2 separate regions of the Zea mays genome follow, and region 2 is linked to region 1. A link is a contact called in public Hi-C data. All regions are on one chromosome and are shown on one strand. Each heading gives the region's core, a stretch centred on a gene start, on an enhancer-like site or on the middle of the called end of the contact. The rest is flanking DNA. Distances are from core to core; before and after follow the strand shown. Region 1 holds the start of LOC100281355 (Succinate dehydrogenase subunit 3-2 mitochondrial). Region 2 holds the start of LOC100193713.

Region 1 (5,514 bases), core at 1,579-4,078:
TAACTCCATCCTTTATTGTGCTCGTGCCCCTATCCTGCACGTACTGTTCTTCTCCTCTTCCTTCGACAACCTTAGAGAGTAGTTATTCCCTTTTCAAGAAAGTCCACCATTTAATTAAAAGGAACGTATAACAACGAAATGTTTGTCGTTGTGTGCTCATGATGTTTGTCTTTATGTTATGACTAATTTGCTTCTTTGAAATGAGTGTTGATGTGTTGTGGCCCTTGGTCCGCAATGACATCAGTTTACTAGGTGACTGCCATAGAGTTAGGTAGTTGGGTGCTCTTCCTTTTCTCTCTTTAATCCATCTATGCTTACCTTTTCTATCTATACCCTTCCCTCTTGCACCTATCCGGTTGGCATTCTCCAACCTCTCTTAATCAGTCAAGATCAGAGTCGGCGACATCTTCACCAAGTGCATATCAACGCTTCTGTTAAGGGGGTTAGCCGCTAACCCCAATGAAGACAATGCGATCAACATCAACCAACAAGAATCAAAGTGGCGTAGCTTAAGCGTGTGTGGGTCCTAACCCATAGGTCCAAGAGATCCTCAGGAATTGCATCAATTAGTATCGAGCATTTGAAGGTCAAAACAACCAGTCTGCAAGTCAACTCAAGAAAGTCATGAACAACCTATGAACCAACTCAAGAAAGTCGTGAACAACCTATGAACCAACCTTGTCGTTCTTGTTAGCCTCTTCTTGAATCTCGAGGGCGAGATTCTGTTAAGGGGGTTAGATTTGTAACACCCTGAATTTGGGGTATAATTTTTTTCCTAATATCCACCAAATTCAGGTGTTACTCTCTCTTTTCTTTGTTTTCCTTCTCTATTTCCCCAAAATAGATAACTATTTTGTTTTATATTGGCATAACCTAGTGGAATAAGCCCTAGAGGTGCTTTGATTGTTGCATCTCATGCCAAAGCATAGCTATTTCTTTTTATTTATTTGATGGATGAACTCGATGTGCAGTCTTTTTTATTTATGAGTTGTGCTCGAGTTTGAAGTTAAATAGAAGGAAAAAGGAAAACGATAAAAAGGAAAACCTTTTTCTTTTTCTCTCTCTTTTTCTTCTCTCCCCTTTCCCCTTTTCAGCTCAGCGCCGCACCCCCTCTTCTCGGGCCTCCTCATGCCCTTGCTTGGGCCGCCAGGTCAGCGTGGGCCCCGTCAGCTACTGCGCCCACCTCCTATTCCTCTTCCTCGAGCTGCCCCAGCGCATATCTCCCGCGACGGTCCCCCTCGTACAAGAAAGAAATCGCACCCGCCGAGCCTGCAGTTGTCGGCTGCCGTCGAGGTAGGTCCCTCCTGCCAACCCTCCTCTCTTCTACTCCTCCGGCTGAGCCCCACCGGCGGCCAGCGCCCTCGCCGGGCGAGTCCGAGGTCATGTCCCCGCACGCGGCGGCCAGCAGCCCCTGCCCTCCTGCTCGTCGTTCCCCTCCCCAGTCCGAGCGTGGATCCCCTCCCCTCTGTTCTCGACGGCGTGGTGGCCAGCCGCTCCCCTCTGTTCTCTGCGGCACGGCGGCCAGCCCCCCCACGCGATTTCTTTTCTCATGACCCGCCTTGACCGAGATCGCCGCGGCAGCAAAGCTCTGAAGCCGAACCCTAGCCATGCTCGCTCTCCTGGCTTCACCATCGTCCCACCATAGCCGCATCGTGTGCCTGCAGTCCGGTGAATCACCGGCAAGCCTCGCCCAGCCACGCTGCCTCCCCGGCACTCGGCCAGCGTCCTGGTCGGCTCCGACGAACCGCCAGCGAAGCCGCCCCTTCCCCCCGGTCGGAGCCCTCCTGCCCCGCACATTCCTCCTTTGTCGTGTCGGCCCCTGCGCACCGCCCTCGCGCGCTCCTTGTCGCGTCTCGCTCCTGTCGTTTGACGCGCCATGTGCTTGTCGAGTCGCGTGCGCACCGCAGCCACTCAACCGTGCCCTCGCGGTCGTCGTCGTGCCCCTCTCGCTATCGCACTTGTGTTCGTATACGCGTAGGACATCGTCGGGAATCTGACGACGTCTGTCTACCTCTCCCCCCGTCTACACCCCCTGCGTGCACATAGCCTCACCGTCGCATCGCTCTCTATGCCGAGTCGTCGCGTACGCGGTTTCGCATGCATCGTGCGGGTCGTTTTGATTGGCGTCAATAATTCACATCACCTAGAATCGCTCGTGCTAAGTACATATTTAAACGACGTCCGTTCCAATGTGGCAAAATAGTCGAACTAAATGGTAAAATTATTTGTGCGTACGATAATTATCTGATTAATATGATTGTATCTATATAAATGTTTTTGAATTAGTATTTGCTTAGTATTAATATATCTATTTACTATTTGATCATATACTTATTCAGCCTATTTAGTCTATTCGCTTGGCTTTAATCCATAACAGCTTCTACAATATTTTGTCTCTATAGATTGCAACTGCAACTATCCGAACAACTGGAAGCGAACAAAAATACTTCCAAAGATCAATAAATGGACTTGGGATGTTGACTGCAGCTATGATAGAAATTCATGCTTCATCAACTATATATGACTAGGAAGAGGCACCAGTGAAAGTGAAAAAAAACTTTATTTTGGGGTAATAATCTGAAGTTTTATGCTAGAACTTTATGCCCATTTATGAAAATAGCAGACGCGGTGCTTCACTGCTTCCTGTCAACTCGTCGAGTTAGAAGATTGGCGTGCCATTGTGCCAAGCAAACGTTTGTGTTCATGCCACGCTTTCGGCTAAACACGACATGGTTTAATGGGCCATGTCAACCCGGGCAGGATGCCGACCGGGCCAGGCCGTGTCAATGCACGATAACTACCGGGCTGTGCCGGGTTGTTTTGGCCCAAAATAGAGGACTAGGAGGTAGTGCCGACAGAGGCACGAGCGCCTCCCTCGTCTTCGTTCCGTCTCTCCCCACAGGGAACCGCCGCCCGTCGCCTCCAGATACGTGCCTCCGGCGGAAAATCGGTATCGAGCTCGCTTTGTTCGAGTGAGTAACGCGCAGCGACTCCTCTCCCAACCAGATTTTGATGGATTTCGGGCACGCGTGGCACAGGCACGGATATGTTAGCGGATCGGGCGGCCGGATCACCGCCGGCTTGCTCCCTCTCCTCATGATTGGGCGCGCTCATATCCCTCTTTTTTTTTTTCTGCGCACGGAGACTAGGTTGGCTCTCCGTAGGCTTCCCAGATCCTCTCCATCCTGACCTCTTTCTCTTTGTGCAGATCTTCTGTATAGCCAGCAAGGAGGCCTCTCCATCTCCTCCGGGAAGGTAAACGCTGCTCGATTCCTCTTACATACCAGGTGCTCGCTGCATAGGTTCACCTTTTTAGCATTGGAACAGGCCATTGTTACTTTTAATAAATGTCGTAAAAGTTAGTTGACTATATCATTATGGGAAATTTGGATCCATACCATTAAAAGATCACCACTTTGGATCCATACCATTACTATCTCACTTACATGTGGGTCCACATGAGTCAATGACATGTGGGGTCCATGGTATATATCTAAAGTTTGGATCTTTTAATGGTATAGATCCAATTGTTCCTATCATTATTGGGTTGGTTCTCTCTTTATTCGGTAGCACTTAGTTGTATGGGTTTGTCACAAATTAAGTGCAAGGTATATTGTCTTGATGTCTTTTCAATATGGGGAATTGTATGTCCTGCTCTAACTTTGGGCTTCTCTGAATTTTCCAATGTTAATTTACTGAACTTTATGCTACTATACAAAACACAGATAAGTTTTAAACTGTTTTTCCCCTTTCGTATCTGATTTGATACGCATATGTCTATTTCTAATTGCAATTTATCATTTGTTAAATGGATGGTTTGCCTATCAACCAGCTTAAAATTATTTCTCAGGCTGCTGAAGCTGTTACCACAATGTATGCATACACATTGTTTGTGTATAGGTGTGCAGGACGAACACCATCCGGCACCTATGATCCCTTTGCTAAAAGAAACAAAATTAGGATGGCAAACCATAGGCATAAGGTGTCATACAGGCAAAACTATTGTTGCCACCTTACATTTTGCACTAATCATAGACAGCACTAATGGAGCAAACCATAATTGTCTATCTTACTAAGTCCTGTTGACTCAAACGCGTGAAGAGGATAAACATACATCGTTAGAGTGTACCTGTGATTTTCTTAATACAAGAAAAATTGAAGGATCTGACTTATAACTACATTTACAACAGTGAAATTTTGGATATAATGATTGAAACACTGATAAACCACAGTATCATTTATCTTTTACACAAAATCAACTATTCATAGGAATATACAATGTAATTTCAAATTCCCATTCAAATACATAAGTAGTGCCAGGTTATAACACTTATTATGGGGGGTGAACAAAAAATAGAATAAAATAAAAATATCAATTGGAAAAACTCCCAGGAAAGTCCAGTGCAACGCTAGGTGGATCAGAGTTTTCATCCACTTGATCCCATGAACATTAGGACCTGGCACTAGAGGTCTGAGAGCAAAGAAGAGCTTCTGCAGAACAAACCAAACTATCTAGTGAAGCAAGGCAGTGCTACCTTATTGAATAGGAGCAATATTACATCGCTTTGGCAGACATGCAAGTCATGGAAGTTTTGTATAGCAAGTCCACAGGACATAGTAGGATAGACCTGTGTAGTTTGCTTCATTAGTGATGTTGATGAATGATTGAAATGTAAGTTAGCTGCAAGCCTGCAATAGTGTGACTATGCTTATCCTTACTTAGAATGCATGTCTATATGGATTTTCGGCCAAGCTCTCTGCCTCTCTTTAAACATGTGTGAAGTGCGGGTGCCTAGAATTTTAATATGTTACAATGCTCAAATTTATGTTCTCTATGCTATCAGATATATCATTTTTAGCTCTGTGTACATAGTCACAGTGGTTAGCATTGATATTGACTAGGGTCTAGGAATTTGCTTAAATGTGTTACTTGGGTTTGTTCTAAGCCACCAAGTTCATTAGGATCAATTGATTTTGGTATTCTCCAATTTAATTGATATGTTAATATTTCTATGTTGAGCTTTGCAAAACTTGTATTCAAATTTTCTTTTACCAAAACCATGATTATGTGCTGATCCGTGATTATTAGCTATTGTGCAGGCTGTGCAGCAATGGAGAAGTATAACAGCAAGACTCAGTTAGCACCCTTGAGAGATACCCCATTTGCTCTCCGTGGTAAGAAATCCTGCTCTGGTTTGTTATATATGTTCTCTGTCATGTTGTAGTTTCAAGACAACAATCAATGATACACGGACACCCATTAGGAGATAGTTTTAGCACACTGTAATCACCCCAACCACATTATTTGGGATGCCAACAAGGACTATATCTCTCCAATCATTTTGCAGTACGTAGTCAGAAGTTGCTTTCCTAAATCTTGAAAAACAGGCGTGTGTGCTTCTTAAAGCTTATCTTTAGGGAGTTGTTTTGCAAAAGTGTTGGAGGGCCCGTTTGCAAAAAGGAAAAAAACGAATTATGGAGTTGTTTTAAGGTACTTTTGGAATATAATGAATG
Region 2 (5,342 bases), core at 20-2,519, 160 kb before region 1:
TGTGCCATGAAAGGGATAGGGTCACGTGATGCCTCTGGGTGAGAGCTAGGGCTCGTTAGTTTGCCAAACTCGTGGCTGTCAAGGACAGGTTGCATCATCACGACGAGCGAGATCGAGCTTGCTAGGTTGGCTGGCGTGACGACGACGATGAATGAGGCGAGGGCGTCAGGAAGAGGTGGGATCGGGTGACGTCGCATGTTGGGAAAGGGAGATAGTGGGAACAGGGCATCGGGGCGAACTAGCTCAGGTGGCGTTAAGAATGGGGTCAGACGGCGGACGAGAAAACCTAGGGCAAGGCTATTTTAGCCTATCCAAAAATTTAAATATTTTTTTCTATACTTAACATTAAGTATAAAAGGTTATAAAATTTGAGGGAGGCCATGACCCACTTTGCCCCTCTTTAGATCCGACCATGGCCACGACGCATACCCTCGGCGCTCGCTTACAGTGTCGCACGCCCCTCGAACATGTCAAAGCTCTCGCCGCAATCAGGTTTGTGTATCATGAGCTTATATCACCTCACCTACCCATTAGTATAACTTATCATCCTTGCTACTTCTGTCCCATGCAGATTATCTTACTCAAGAAAGCCCAAAGCTTAACGATGTGAACAAAACATTACATATTTGGATATGACATATTATGTCAAATGGGAACCAACAAACATAACATCTTCTTACCATTTGGATGTGTATCTGGACTATCCTTTTTTTGGACACCAGGTAGGTATATATTTTTGCCGTTAAGGGGATCTTTGCAACCCGACTTCTTGTTTTTGAGGGGAAGACTTGACTCCTTGTAATCACAACACAAAACTTAAGTATAATTGCTTCCCATTAACTGTGTGCTACATGTTTGAAAGAGACTGAATCATTGACAAAGAAATTATGAGATATTATGACCGATAATATACGTGTTGCTCCTTTTTATGTAAATATTGTGTGATATCATTTTATCGAATAGTTTGTGTGCTGTCACAAGTCATAACGTATTGGCGTAAATCTGAAAAAAACCGAAGACAAATATATAAAGCAATAAAACGGGCTACTCCTTTCCTCGTGATTGTGATACGGGCTGTTTACAGTTTTTTAAGGATCTGCTGTTGCAATGTTGCTCGCCCTGTTCCTTGTGCTGGGTCTTTATGTGGGCTGCCGTGATCCCATATGGGGGTCGGTCAACGGATCCCGATTCCCTCAGCGGTCAGGCGGGCCTCATGCCTCATCCCCTAACCGAACAGGAGTAGCCACGGACTCCGACACTCCGTTCAACCCCCCTGCCTTTTTGCTCTCCTGTTCACCCCTTGTGCCCGCGCTCTCTCGTGGCGACGACTTGCGCGACCGCCGCCAACGCCAGGCACCTAGGTCTTCGTCGGTCCTTTCTTCAGAGACGAGCACCCAACAGGTATGCGCACCCCTTCTCGTCCCTTCTGTGCGAAACCGAGCACCCGAACCCTAGCTTAAGCTATTTGGATATTTCTAACCGGATCTGATGTGATTAAAGTGTATACATGTACTATGCCTAGTCATTTCGCTTCTTCTGCTAAATTTACTGGGTTTCAATTTGTACACCCATGTTGTCCAACCAGTTTAGCGGAGCAGGGTGTTCTTTTTGCCCGTAGCGAGATTGGTTTCCTAAAGGTTTGGTGGTTCAGTTGGATTCTCATGAACTTAAATTAAACATGTGAAATGCCCCTGCAAGTGGGTTGGCGTGCAGTGTGCTCATCTTGGTATGTTTATTGTGCTACTGATTGGGCATGATGTGGGTGATGAAACATGGATGCTATCGTGAGCTGAACATGGGAAGCCAAACTGTATCTTTCCCGTGTTAGTGACGTGCTCAAATGACTTGCCTTATTATTTATGGGCAGAATTACTGAGTTTTTTTTGTTCACGTGCTCAAGTGCTCTAAATGACTTGCCTTATGCAGTATTTTATTTGAGTGCTTGCTATTTTCGAAAATTTGCTACTAGAGCTGCAGCAGGATCAGAATGTGCAGTTGGAAATTTGTTTTTTTCTTTTTCCTTATAGGTAGCACCCTGATGAGGTGTGGTTTCCACGCCATTCCTCACCATTTTTTATATGAAACCAAGTTATTGTAGAGGTTATGTTACATAGTCAATGCAAGTTGCCACTATATCCACATCTTTTTGGTTGGTCTTTTGAAAAGAAACAAATGTCCTCTTTAATCCATCCAGTTTGGTGCTAGTGGTTTTTTAGGCTGTAGCGAGTTTATTTGAAAAGTAGGGGTTCAGTTGAATTCCTGCCTTGTAGTACCACCGGTTTCTCGCTCTGACAAAAATCATCCGTAATTGAACTAGCTCCCCTGGTCCAGATGACGAATAAATATGCCCATAGGGTCTATTAATTATGCTTCAGGCTGCATGTTGAATTGTCTATGCAAATGCCCTGTCCAATAAGGTTCATGTCCAGCATGCACGGTTTGGTACCTTTCATGTTTTATTGGCTGAACATAAATTGTCTGCTGAATCTGTGCAGTTCAAATGTGAGTTTGAGTGCTAAATGTAAGGCAAACTGCAGCAGGATTTTGTTGCTGTGTTATGTACATGCACTTACTGAAGTGCCCTTAACGACTGTCTTTATGCAATATGCTTATGTGAGTGTTTGATCACTTTTTTATACACGCTAATAGAATTTTAGATGAGCAGTTAAGAATTTGCTATTGCACTTGCACCTAGGTGGTAGCCTGATGAGATGTGCTTGTGAAGTCATTGCTAATCTTTTATGGGCACAACTAATCTATTTCAGAGGTCATTTTATGGAATTGCTTCAAGTTGCATAGTTTCATATGCTAGGAAGTATTTTGCGTATAATGAAATGTTAGTGATGGTGTGCCTGGATTGAGTTTTTATTCTATTTCATCTAAGACATCCATTTAGCATTTGTCGTCAAATAATTTAGCCTGCTTTGTCCACTGTCCCTTTTTTATAATGTTTTCATTATTTATTTAAATTAGGCATGCTACTTTATATGATGTCCCCTTTCGGCAGATACTGGCATATATCTGCATTTCTGGAAAATCGAACTTAAAGAATTGCACTTTGGCTTTCTCTTAGGCTGGATTTCAGTTGCCAGAGGACTTTAGATTTCGCATACTCCATGCACACTTTGTTATTCACTGTATTTCTTCTTGAAAATGAACCATGTTATGCAATGACATTTTTTTTTAATTTTGAAGGAAACCAATAATATGGAACTCTACTTGAATGTACTTATGTATTTTAAAAGCAAACAGCAGGTTGTGTACTTATGTATTTTAAAAGCAAACAGCAGGTTTAAAAGCAAACAGCAGGTTGTGTATGCTGAATCCGTACGACTTTTGATCACCAGAATGCCTTGCTCTGTACATGGTCAACAGCCAACACCTGTTGTTAACTTAAAATTACTTATGCTAGTATTCTGTAGTACAAATAGCAACATGAACATTTAACAGCTGCTTCTGAATTTGGATACATACCCTACAAGGCTGTGTATATGTGCCATCATTGAGGATGCTGCTGGAGGCACATGTGCATGCAACATCCTTTCATCTTTGTATAATGACCTTGTTATTAGTATCTTATAAGTTTGTTTACACTGATGGATTATTCTTTATGTGGACAAAGGGGGCTACAAGATTGGTTTTGATGGATTATGACAAGTCTAGAAGAAGTAACTCCAAGAAGAGGACACATTCCAATTCTGATGACGGAAAGAGAAAACGGTTAAACACTAGGCATGATGACACATCTATGTTCTCTGAGCCAATTGAAACCATCTACAGGATATTGTGCCCGGTAAAAAAGATAGGCAGTGTCTTGGGAAGAGGTGGTGACATTGTTAAGGCCCTTAGAGAGGAAACTAAAGCCAAGATAAGGGTTGCTGATTCCATTCCTGGTGCAGATGAGAGAGTAATTATCATCTTCAATTACCAAAATGAGCCTGAACCGACTGATGAAGCAGCTGAAGAAAAAAATAGTGATGGCTTAGGGAACTTCAAATCCCATTGCTTTGCCCAAGATGCGTTATTGAAGATACATGATAAGATTGTGTCTGATGAAATTCATGATGAAGTCGCCAATGATGAAAAGTCTGAAAGTGCAGATGATGTGACTGCTCGAATTTTGGTTCAAGGCAATCAAGTTGGCTGCCTTCTAGGAAAAGGTGGCTCCATTATACAGCAACTACGAAGTAATACTGGTGCTGGAATCCGTGTCTTGCCATCTGAAAACCTTCCCCAGTGTGCACTTAAAAGTGATGAACTGGTGCAGGTAAGACTGTATTAGTAGTAGAAACTATTTTATTGTCTTATTCGGCTTGGTAATGCCTTTTGCTTCCATTGATTCCTGCGGCCTCATATACTGTTTCTTTATACTTGGATTAGCATTCAATTATTCATGTATCATTTTTATAGAGATAAACAATTCACTTTGGACATATGAATTGTTGTTTTACTTCTACTTGTCGAGTTTCTCATGGTTTCGGTAACTTGATTTTCCCTATCAATTAATTACATTAACTAAACAATTGAATTTTGTGTCATGCTGTTCTCAATCTTCTCATCTCTTGAAATTTGTGTCTTTATGATGCATGGTTTCACTTTTGGACATCAGGACATGAGTGTCATATATCATATTTTTATGATATTTCAGATATCTGGAGCACCTTCCCTTGTAAGAAAAGCTCTATATGAAATATCTACTCGTCTCCATCAGCATCCTCGTAAGGAAAATAGACCTCTTGAAGAAATAATAGATGCAAGCACACAAAGGAAACGTGAATCTCCAACACTACAACATGAATATTCAATGTTGCCGCACCTGCATAGTGATCATACACCTCCAATACCCCTGCTTGATCCATATAGAAGTGGACCACAATATCCTGTTACTGAAACTGAAGAGTTCTCTATCAGAATTCTGTGTGCTTCTGAGCTCATTGGTTCAGTTATTGGGAAAAGTGGGGCCAATGTTAGGCGTGTAGAGCAGCAGACTGGTGCTCGCATTAAAGTTCAAGAGATCGACAAAGATGCTTCTGGAGAAAGGCTGATCATTATTTCATCTAATGAGGTAACAATGCAGTTGGTTCTGAGTTGCTAACCACTTTCTAGTGCCAATACTCACAATTTTATCTCCTTTTTATTCATCCAGATACCAGCTGAACCAATATCCCCAGCAATTGAGGCACTCATTTTGCTCCATGATAAAGTTAGTGCACCCTCTGAGAAACACCATTCAAGTACAAGGCTTGTTGTACCATCAAGCAAAGTTGGCTGTATTATTGGGGAAGGTGGAAAAGTGATTACTGACATGAGAAGACGAACTGGGGCTGAAATTCGAGTTTACT

What was found. Hi-C and Micro-C count contacts between places; a contact is called where the count stands out from the background.
Region 2: a Hi-C map of ear shows a contact between it and region 1, with 2.7 times the contacts expected there. The contact joins the promoter of LOC100193713 here to the promoter of LOC100281355 in region 1. A contact is called at or near these places in 3 of 25 Hi-C or Micro-C datasets (bundle sheath, ear and tassel).

Annotation. Positions count from the first base shown.
Region 1 is chr1:233,289,992-233,295,505 of Zm-B73-REFERENCE-NAM-5.0, reverse strand. LOC100281355 (Succinate dehydrogenase subunit 3-2 mitochondrial) reads left to right here and starts at 2,828. Exons shown (of 4, transcript NM_001368000.1): 1 at 2,828-2,972; 2 at 3,209-3,255; 3 at 5,101-5,175. The coding sequence starts at 5,112.
Region 2 is chr1:233,447,740-233,453,081 of Zm-B73-REFERENCE-NAM-5.0, reverse strand. It overlaps LOC100193713, which reads left to right and starts at 1,269. Exons shown (of 8, transcript NM_001358869.1): 1 at 1,269-1,401; 2 at 3,623-4,267; 3 at 4,649-5,065; 4 at 5,147-5,342. The coding sequence starts at 3,644.